2 separate regions of the Cyprinus carpio genome follow, and region 1 is linked to region 2. A link is a contact called in public Hi-C data. All regions are on one chromosome and are shown on one strand. Each heading gives the region's core, a stretch centred on a gene start, on an enhancer-like site or on the middle of the called end of the contact. The rest is flanking DNA. Distances are from core to core; before and after follow the strand shown. Region 1 holds the start of LOC122144869 (sarcoplasmic/endoplasmic reticulum calcium ATPase 1-like). Region 2 overlaps LOC109079895 (zinc finger ZZ-type and EF-hand domain-containing protein 1-like).

The links. Hi-C and Micro-C count contacts between places; a contact is called where the count stands out from the background.
Region 1: a contact with region 2 is called in a Hi-C map of liver, with 1.7 times the contacts expected there. The contact joins the promoter of LOC122144869 here to the enhancer-like site in region 2. A contact is called at or near these places in 2 of 8 Hi-C or Micro-C datasets (both in liver).

What each region holds. Positions count from the first base shown.
Region 1 is chrA5:17,875,754-17,880,675 of ASM1834038v1, reverse strand. It overlaps LOC122144869 (sarcoplasmic/endoplasmic reticulum calcium ATPase 1-like), which reads right to left and starts at 2,403. Exons shown (of 10, transcript XM_042756087.1): 1 at 1,753-2,403. The coding sequence starts at 1,870. It overlaps LOC109077243 (a long non-coding RNA gene), which reads left to right and starts at 2,174. Exons shown (of 3, transcript XR_002015554.2): 1 at 2,174-2,308.
Region 2 is chrA5:17,837,602-17,841,976 of ASM1834038v1, reverse strand. LOC109079895 (zinc finger ZZ-type and EF-hand domain-containing protein 1-like) reads right to left here. Exons shown (of 56, transcript XM_042756086.1): 55 at 2,961-3,032; 56 at 1-1,417. The coding sequence ends at 1,337. Among protein-coding and RNA genes, the nearest start is that of LOC122144869, 38 kb to the left of the region's middle. Within about 2 kb of position 1,791, at least 1 of the 8 cell types and tissues checked has an H3K27ac peak or open chromatin away from gene starts, as enhancers often do. A contact at or near this core is called in liver, where this site is marked.

The DNA of each region.
Region 1 (4,922 bases), core at 1,154-3,653, 38 kb before region 2:
ACAACAAAGACAGCCCAGCAAAAGTTGAGTATTGCTGAGTGTGTATGTAATGAGTTAGTGAGTCTGTCACTTTAACCGACCCAAGCGGAAAGTCATGGGATGTTGTGCTTATGCAGCAGCAGAGTCTGCAGGGAGATCAGACGCAATGGGGATCCTTTATTAATCACTGATGCGTTGTCACACACTGACACTAGCTTATTCTCTCAAAAATGATAGACAATATCTTCTGTATGTTAATTTGGAAGTGTCACTGTTCTAATTTGAATATTATTGTATGAGCAAAAGTGTTGCAGAAGTGCGTCAAAGTGCAAATTCTGTCATGGAGATTGATATGATAAGCAACGACGGCAAGCTAAACTGCAGCTTTTCAAAAACTTTTGACAAAAAAGGTATTCCATCTGCACAAAAAAAAGTGTTCAGAGTTACTGCTATCAAGTGTAAGGTTAGACAGCAGATAGATAGAAATGAGTGCCTGGGTATCCTGGGTATCAAAACTGTGACATATGGGACAAACACACTTTCATGCTTGTTCATGCCATTATACAATGCTCTCAATTACTCGACCCTCCAAAATAAATCATGCGATGCACAGCTGTGAAGCGAACCAATAAAGCTTCCAGTGTGACGTCATACGATGGAAAAAAAAACTGAACAGTTTAAAGAAAATGCAAATATATTCTCCTCATCATTACAACATGGAAATGTAACTATTGTTATCTTATTAGATCCACAGCTTGTGCCACTATTCTTCAGATCCACTTACATGACTTAATGAAACACAACAGAATACTTTAGTACAATACAGTCTTACGCAACAAACAAAAAAAATAAATAAAAAAAATAAAAAGCTCTTTTTAAGTGTCCTCTGAAACAAACAGTAGTAGGGCAACGTAACCTGACGCGCACTGTTTCTACGTGAACATTTTATCTCACTGAGGAAGTAGAAAACAGGTTTCTCAAGTTCCATAATGCTGGTCACTGGTACATTATCTAGCTCTTTATCTCTTGAAACAATATTTCCTTTTCAAAGGGAAGGCTTTTCCCTGCACATGCCTTTGAGCCAAAAACATCTGCGGCTCAATGAGTGTGTGAGCTTGTGGCTCAAAATGAGGGGTGTCTGAAACCCTGCAGGACGTGGACACTTGCATCTCAGTCCTGCAAGCCACCTCAACAGAAGGTTTTCCACTCTAAGGCTCACGGCCAGGTACATTACAGAGCGCAAATCACTTTGGATTTGCCTGAATTCAAACTAAGGGTCATAAAAAGAGGGTGAATGGAAAATGCCGGTCTGGTTGGTCATAATGTCCCATGTCATAAAAGAGAGCAAGGCTGAACAGATATGACTTCATGATTATACATTAGCCTAACAAACTATCCATGAAATGAAGAAAGAATACATTTTTCTTCATAGTCTGACTTATGCATAGCACTTTAACAAAGCATCATATGTGCTTATGAGTCAAGGTTACTCTCAGTAGAAGTCCACAACTTAGAGGCTGCAGCATCACAATCCATCATTTCAGAGATCTCATCAGCAATGTAACGTTACTTCACTATGGACCGAACCAAGCTGGAAACTGCTCTTCTCCTATTTCTTAAGATTTAAGCGAGATAAAAGCCTACGAGGCACCTGATTATAAAGAATAACTTTCTTCCGCTGTAGGGAACGCGTGTGAATGTCTATGTTCGACTCCACCGGCACCAGAGCAAACACTTAGAAACAGCCAGGTACATACATGAGTGCTTACTCACCGTTTGGTCCATATCTTTCGAAATTAATTTTCACTTGTTCCAGCGTGAGTCCCGTGTTTTCGTTCACACCGAAGTTTGTTAAAACTTCTGATGCAGATTTAGTGTGGGCGTTTTCCATCTCGAGGAACTGTTTACTACGAGCACTTGAACGGCATGTATTTGTGACAAATGACACCGAGATCACGGACGGACTGAAGTGGCCAAATTTTTCACCGAGGTGCTTTTAGACCGCCAAGCGGAGGTGGTAGTCTGCGCAGACGTCCACCTGCCCCTTCTGCAAGCCGCCGGTTTGAGTCCGTGAAGCTGCTGCTCCGTGTGTGCTCGAGCGGTGTGAGTGCGCGCGCACGCGCTCCGCGTCCTCTGAAGGTGCGCGAGGTTCCCGCCTCTTTTTCCGTGAGCTCGCGTGTCTGGGCACCGTCCGCGAGCGCTTATTGGCTTGCTATACCTGAGAGAAGAGAAAGGCTGCTCACGCTGTCGGTGTGTGTATGAAAAAGAAAAACCGCCGTAATCGAGAACTGCGCCAACCTAATTTCCGTGTCAGGAGGAAAATAAAACGGTGAGCAGTTTGTCGAGGATGAAGGAAGCTGTAGAGGTGACTCGAGTTCCTCCCAGCGCGTCATCTGTGAGCTTGTCAAACCGTCACAGCTCAAACTTGTGTCAAGATTGCCTCTGAATCTGATTAATATATCTGGAAGATATTAACCATTTACTGGCCGTTACATATGAAACAAAACAAAAGTGTCCACAATGGAGAAGCCTTTGGTATTTACAAACTACTTTTGCGTTTGTTTACTGAGTGCATAGATCAATATAACGTGTTTACAGTATGTGAGGGATAAACTTTTTAGCGATTTAGTTTATTTATAGATTGTATAACCTTTATTGTTTTTTTTATCTGAATCATAACATTTAGTAATATTGCAAATTGCTAAATTATCATTTAATTCACTTGTAGAGCATCATAAAAATGTAAACCACTGAGAGCTGCCTCACAAGGAAAACATGTGTAATGCACAATGGGGGAGATGGATTTAGAACAAGGTGCTCCAGTTCTTTCCTTGCTCATAGTTTCTCATCTGTCCCTGTGCAAAGCCTATATATAGAAAATGTACACTGCTAAACTCATGTTAAAACAAGAAACTTTATAGGTTACATCATCCTTGCCTGCAGAAGTGATGGGAGATCTTTTGGAAAATTAGGTAATGGTTAGGTCAAAGCTGGCATCACAAATTAAACTGGCAACCCCATCTGGCTTGGCTTTTCACCTCTCAGACTGTTTTCACACTTGGTTTTTGATTGCTTTTTCTGAACCTGACTTCAGTTCCACCAACCTCCCCAGGTCCTTGCTGGTCTCTTTTCACATTGTACTTTTGAGGCGAACCACAGTGCGTCTGTGTCATGAATGACCCCGCCCCAAAGCCAATTTCATTGGTCAATTTAATCATGCAGTCGCATCAAGAAAAGTTCAGACTTCTTGGATTCAGTTCTGAATTAAGAAATATCATGGATCGTGGCAGAGTAATGCTATTTATAAGAATGTGATACTAAGGTTAAAGTTAGGGCAGTGGCTCTTAAACACCCCCCTTTTATTTTAATTTCCAGAAGTTATGAATGTCCATACATAACTTATTATATAATTTAAATTTCATTGAGGGCAAATTAAAGTATTATCCATTTTTGTTTTAGCTTATTTTAAGGATTTTGATTGAGCATCAGTCAAACCTGGTTGAGCATCACTGACTTAAAGGGATACTCCATCCCAAAATGAAAATTGTCATTAATCACTTACCCCCCATGTCGTTCCAAACCCATAAACACTTTGTTTGTCAACGGAACACAATTTAAGATATTTTGGATGAAAACAGGGAGGCTTGAGACTGTCCCATAGACTGCCAAGTAAATAACACTGTCAAGGTTATTGACAGGAAAGTATGAAAAGCAACATCAGAATAGTCCATCTGCCATCAGTGATTCAACCGTAATGTTATGAAGTGACGAGAATACTTATTGTATATGAAAACACAAAACGACTTTATTCAACAATACCTCTCCTCTGTGTCTCTCCAAATCAGCATAGCACCAGTTTGACAAACCTGAGCAGTACACAGGCGGCGTATGCTCTGTTTCAGCCACGCTGCGCTGTTGTCTTTCAAACCAAAGCATAAATACATGTTTGGGAAAAAAAAAAAAAAAAAAAATGTCCTTGTGGCGCGGGGTTGACATGGGGGTAAGTGAATAATGACAATTTTTATTTTTGGGTGGAGTAACCCTTTAATGCTGGAATACATTACATGACTTAAAATCTGAACAGTTTTTAAAACACTTGGCATTATACACTTACTGTCAAGGTTTGGCAAGGGAGGATCCAGATGCAGAATGAACAGGGGAACAAATTTATTAACAGAACTGGGAACACAAGAGGCAGGCAGGCAGATAGTCCACACAATAGGCCAAGGCACACGACAGGGGAAACATGCTGGCCGAGGATGGAGAAACTCCAGACTCTGTGGCAAAGGAGACTAGGTAGGAGCCCAAGGAACCACAGGCTTGGCACTGGGGTAGTAACTCTTGAAGCATCAGAATGTCTGTCAGGCCAGATGAAGCAGCGACCAGGGAGGACTCAGGAAGCAGGGCAGGAACCAAACACACAAAGACAAGACAACAAGAGAACACCGATCAAAAGACTTGTAAAAAATGACTAGGGAGGGAAAACTAAACATTCTGCTGGCTCTGGGATGATTTGGGCAGACTCGACAGACTCTGGAATGACTAGGGTGGACCGAACTGGCACTGGAATGACTGGAGCGGGCTTGCCTGGCTCAGGAATGACTGGAGCGGGCTTGGCTAGCTCTGGAATGACCAGAGCGGGTCTGACTGGCCCTGGAGTGACTGGAAAGAACTGCTCAAAACTGGCCTCCGTGGCCATGACTGAAGCAGCAGGCAACTTGACATCCTCCAGAATAAGTGCATGAGGGGTCTCTGAACAAAGGGTTCTGGCCCTCCTAGCACGGGCCCTCCTATCCCTATGCCTCCCGGGGCAGGATGTTGTCAGATCTCCCACTACTTGGGTGACTTGGTCTGACAAACACCTAAATTATCAAGACTGGACATGATGGACTCCAACTTCACTGGGACAGACACAGGAGCAAAGTTTGACGGGGAGACTTCTG
Region 2 (4,375 bases), core at 542-3,041:
CAGCTTTTACCTGACCCAATTAAATGCTTTACTCAAGATTCATCCAATAATGTCCCTGTAATGACAATAATAATTACAATAATATATATATATATATATATATATATATATATATTATATATATATATATATATATATATATATATATATAAAACAAAGCTTCCATAACCGTATCCATGTCACCACAGTTAAAATACTGGTGAGTCTCAATCGCTATATATGAAGGAAACCACTTTGATGGATGAAGTTTATGATTATCAAGTTGTGCACCTTAAGATCATCCACCGATCAAACAGTTCAGAACGTCTCCAACCTCGGTAATATTACAGAATATATCTATAAAACCCCAACCGATATGTCACTAACAGTAATGGACAATATGGTTTAGTCCAGTGATGCATGCAGTACAACATAAAGTGATATTTCATGTACATAGTGCTCTACATTTCCTGTGGTATGCAGCATTATGAGTGAGTTTAGAATCTGGGACATGACAATGTAAGACACAAGCGCTGACATTCCTCTTACTAGGACATGTTATATATCTTTGTTAACTGACCCACAATCAGTTGCAAGATCACTTTGAGCTGCACTCTTAAGGCAAACGGTGCCTTCTGGACTCGCATGGCATGTCAACCTCAGTTTTTTGTATTTTTTATTTACTCACAAACATCAGCTGACATTTGTCTAGAAGCATGTTGTTTTCGAGTGTAACTGCTAGCTGCTAGTACTGAACAAACATCAGCTCGTCAGGCTTCACTGAGGGTGAAGAGAGAGAAGGCCCCAAGGTTTCAGACAGGTTTTGATATAGTGTGAGTTGTTTATGTAGTCTCGGGCCACTTTGAAGGATGAGACTGCATCGGCAGCTTTGTATTTTTAGGCAACGTGTCCAGAGAGAGTGTGTGAGGCAGGGAAAGGTGACCTGCTTTCACTTTGATCGATTGTCTTGCCCACGGTGGTTTTTCCAGAAAAGAAAATGAAGGAACAGAGAAAGAAACATGTGCTTATGGGTGAGAAACAAATTTGGCATAGCCCAATAAACCCTCATTGTTAAAGCAGAGGTCAAATGGACAAGGTGAAAAAGAAAACACCTTCGCCTGCATTTCAAGAGGAAACTTTTTCAAACGAGATGAGAAACAGCGATTACGAAGAGGTGCGAGATCACTGCACCCCCCACTTTATGAGTAAACCAGCGAAGGGATGTGTTTACAGGTGGGTTTTTCTGGAAGACGATATGTGGCCCGCTCCTGCCGGAGCCGGCGAGCGCAGAAGGCCGTTTCCATGGGCCTCTGGCAAGCTTCCCTTCTCTCATCTCAATCTCTCTTTCATCCCTCTTTCAGGGGGACAGGTTGAGCAGTGTAGTGGATTTATTTGGGTAATTAATGGCCAGGCTGATGGCTGCGATGTTCTTCAGCGCCTGTGCAATAAAACAGGGGAGAGAATGACATAAAGAAATGAGAAATGAATGAATGAGTACAGGAGGAGAAAGAAAGAGGGGGGAGGGGTCAATGGCAGAAAAAGTCAGAGAGAGGGAGAGTAAGAGAAAAAAAAAACCATTAAGCAAAACATTGTGGGTAATTTCTCAAACCGTTTCACACACCTGTGGCCCTCACAGTTCAGCAAAAACACCCACACACAAACACACAATTATCACACTTCAAATATGTTGCTGTTTGGCCCATTTAAAAACTTTTTGGGCACAAAAATGCTATTTTGTTAACAACATCAAACCACTTGTTTGGCTTTCATGAATATTACGAGCATGTTTTTATTTGAGCTAAAAAGGTGCTTGGGATAAGATAAATACAGAGCATTAATCCCGTCCTACACAACAGAATGTGTTCCTTTAGTCGCCCCTGTGCCGGAGATGAACTGTGCCGCACCAAACACGATAATGGCCTTAATGACTAAATGCAGTAGAGTTGCCCACAGCCCACACACAAACGCACTCTCACACACATGTACTGCTGTATATGGATGATAGGTACGTCTCATGCCTCATGCCAGAATTGACACTGGTGTTTTAATTAACATCCTTTCTGATGTTCAGCTGTTTAAGCATAATATTTGGTTAGAGCCGTCACGTGATGAGGAGCGCAAATATTTATTTCACTAATGCTCTTATCGGTTTATGTGAACAAAGGTCAAATGCTCTTACTCAAGAACTCGAGAAAAATTTTTTTTAGAGAAGTATTTCCTCAAATTTCATTTATTAATCTGTACTACAATGAATGTTACTGCAACAGAAACAATATCAAACAACAAACGGGATCGCTAATATGCAGTAATAATAAAATACACTCATTAATTTTGCATCAAGTATCCATACTGTACAATGCCTGTCTGTCATCAAGGTTTGCTAATAAAACAAGCTTTACACACTATTAGACATTACAGGATCATTATTTCTCAGCAGCATATGGTGGGACACTAAACATTCACCTTTCCACTGTGCTGTGGTTTCCTGTCCTTCCAGCTTTATGGCACGAGTTAATGCACTAGGCTCTGCCACATCTTATTTTTAAGCAGTGAACCAAGAGCACTGAAAACCCTCTGTGGCTCCTGGTATATACACGTGTACTCATTTAAATATGGCCGCATCAGTTTAGTGTCTTCATACTGAATGTCATCTTCAACTACTAACACTTACTAACTATACATTGTATTCCAAAGTCTATTGTCCTTTTTCCTTTATGTCAAATAATTCAGCTGTATATACTGATTACAAATGACTACAAAATTATATTATATGTTAATTTATCAAATTCCATTAAAAAAAAGATAAATTATTTACAAGGTTCATTTACATAAATATTACAGAATACAACCTTTTTACCGATCTAATTTTAATGTTACAAATGTTGTGTTTATGGCATACCTTCTCGGACATGCTCATGACTGTTATCTGCTAAAATAAAATAAAATGTATATGAACACTACAGGAACTGTGGCAGTCTTACCTGAGCAGTGCGCACTACTAGCTGTTCATTGGTAGTGAGAGCAAGAAGATACTCCTGCAGGACGTCCTGCTCCTGATGGACAAATGAAAAGACACGTAAAACAGCTTTAATATTTAACCACAATAACCACATTTAGCACCTTTAAAGTTCATCGATATATGTAAAATAAGCTGCATTTATTCTACAGCACCTGCCAGGAAAACAATTTGATGAGAGGTCAGTTCAATTCAAGGCCAGTTAGACTATACAGTTATTCACCATATACTGGCTCACACTTCTGTAACTCAGCAGGAGCTGTTAATCTGGAGTTTGGAATAGCACCATGCTGTTGATGACATAACTCTGAATCAAACCAGACAGCATCTAAATCAGCCCTGCCTCTGCTATCTCATTTCCTGAAGTAGGAGTATTTGCACTGTTCCAGGTATTTCACATTGATCAAAGTCTAAAGTCTATAAATAAGTATTTCTGTGTTATGCAGAGGCTGTTATACGATCTCTGGGGAGCCTTTGAGGGAATATGGTGGAACCCATAAACATGTTATGTGAAGTAGGCATAATACAATACAATACACTAGTACATTGTTTAAAAAGAAGTACTGTGTTGTGTTAAACCCTGAAAAATCAGTGAGCATGTTCATAGCAGGGTAAAAATTCTACAGTGACAATATGTACAGTATAAACCGCACACAACGAGGTTGACCAGGCTAATGCATCCTCATGCACAGACTGGCAAGAATAAACCATACACTGTTGAAATGTGTTCATGAACTCCAGATGGCACACTAGGCTAGAAAAGCGAATGAGAAATGGGAAACTGAATGAGTAGAGCACAAAAGATGTACAACTGACGTTAAACATTTAAAAGGAAGTTTGCACAAAGATGTCACTGCTCACTGACATTTTTATTTTGCTGTCCTTCCTAATTTTGTTTATATAGTTTGTATATTTTGACTGGTTGAAATGGTTTCCACATAAATATTACGCAGCACAGCTGTTTTCAGCATTGACAACAAATTCAGCATATTAGAATGATTTCTGAAGGATCACGTGACACTGAAGACTGGAGTAATTGCTGAAAATTCAGTTTTGCCATCACAGGCAGGAATTTAATTTTTAAATATAATAGAAACAGTTATTTTAAATTGTAAAGATATATATACAGTATATATTGTTATTTCACACACAAACATGTATATACAGTATATGTGTGTCTGTGTAATTAGCAGTTTTGCAAGAACCTACAACTTGCTTTCCTACAAATGTCTTAAAACATTAAGAATGGATGGGAGAAAGTGACAATTCAAAAATGACACATCATGTTTAAGAAAATAGTTTTTCCACGTAAAACACCATGATACACCCATGCCAATATCTCCTAAATCTTGTCAAATAACCTTCTTGCTGACAGCTCAG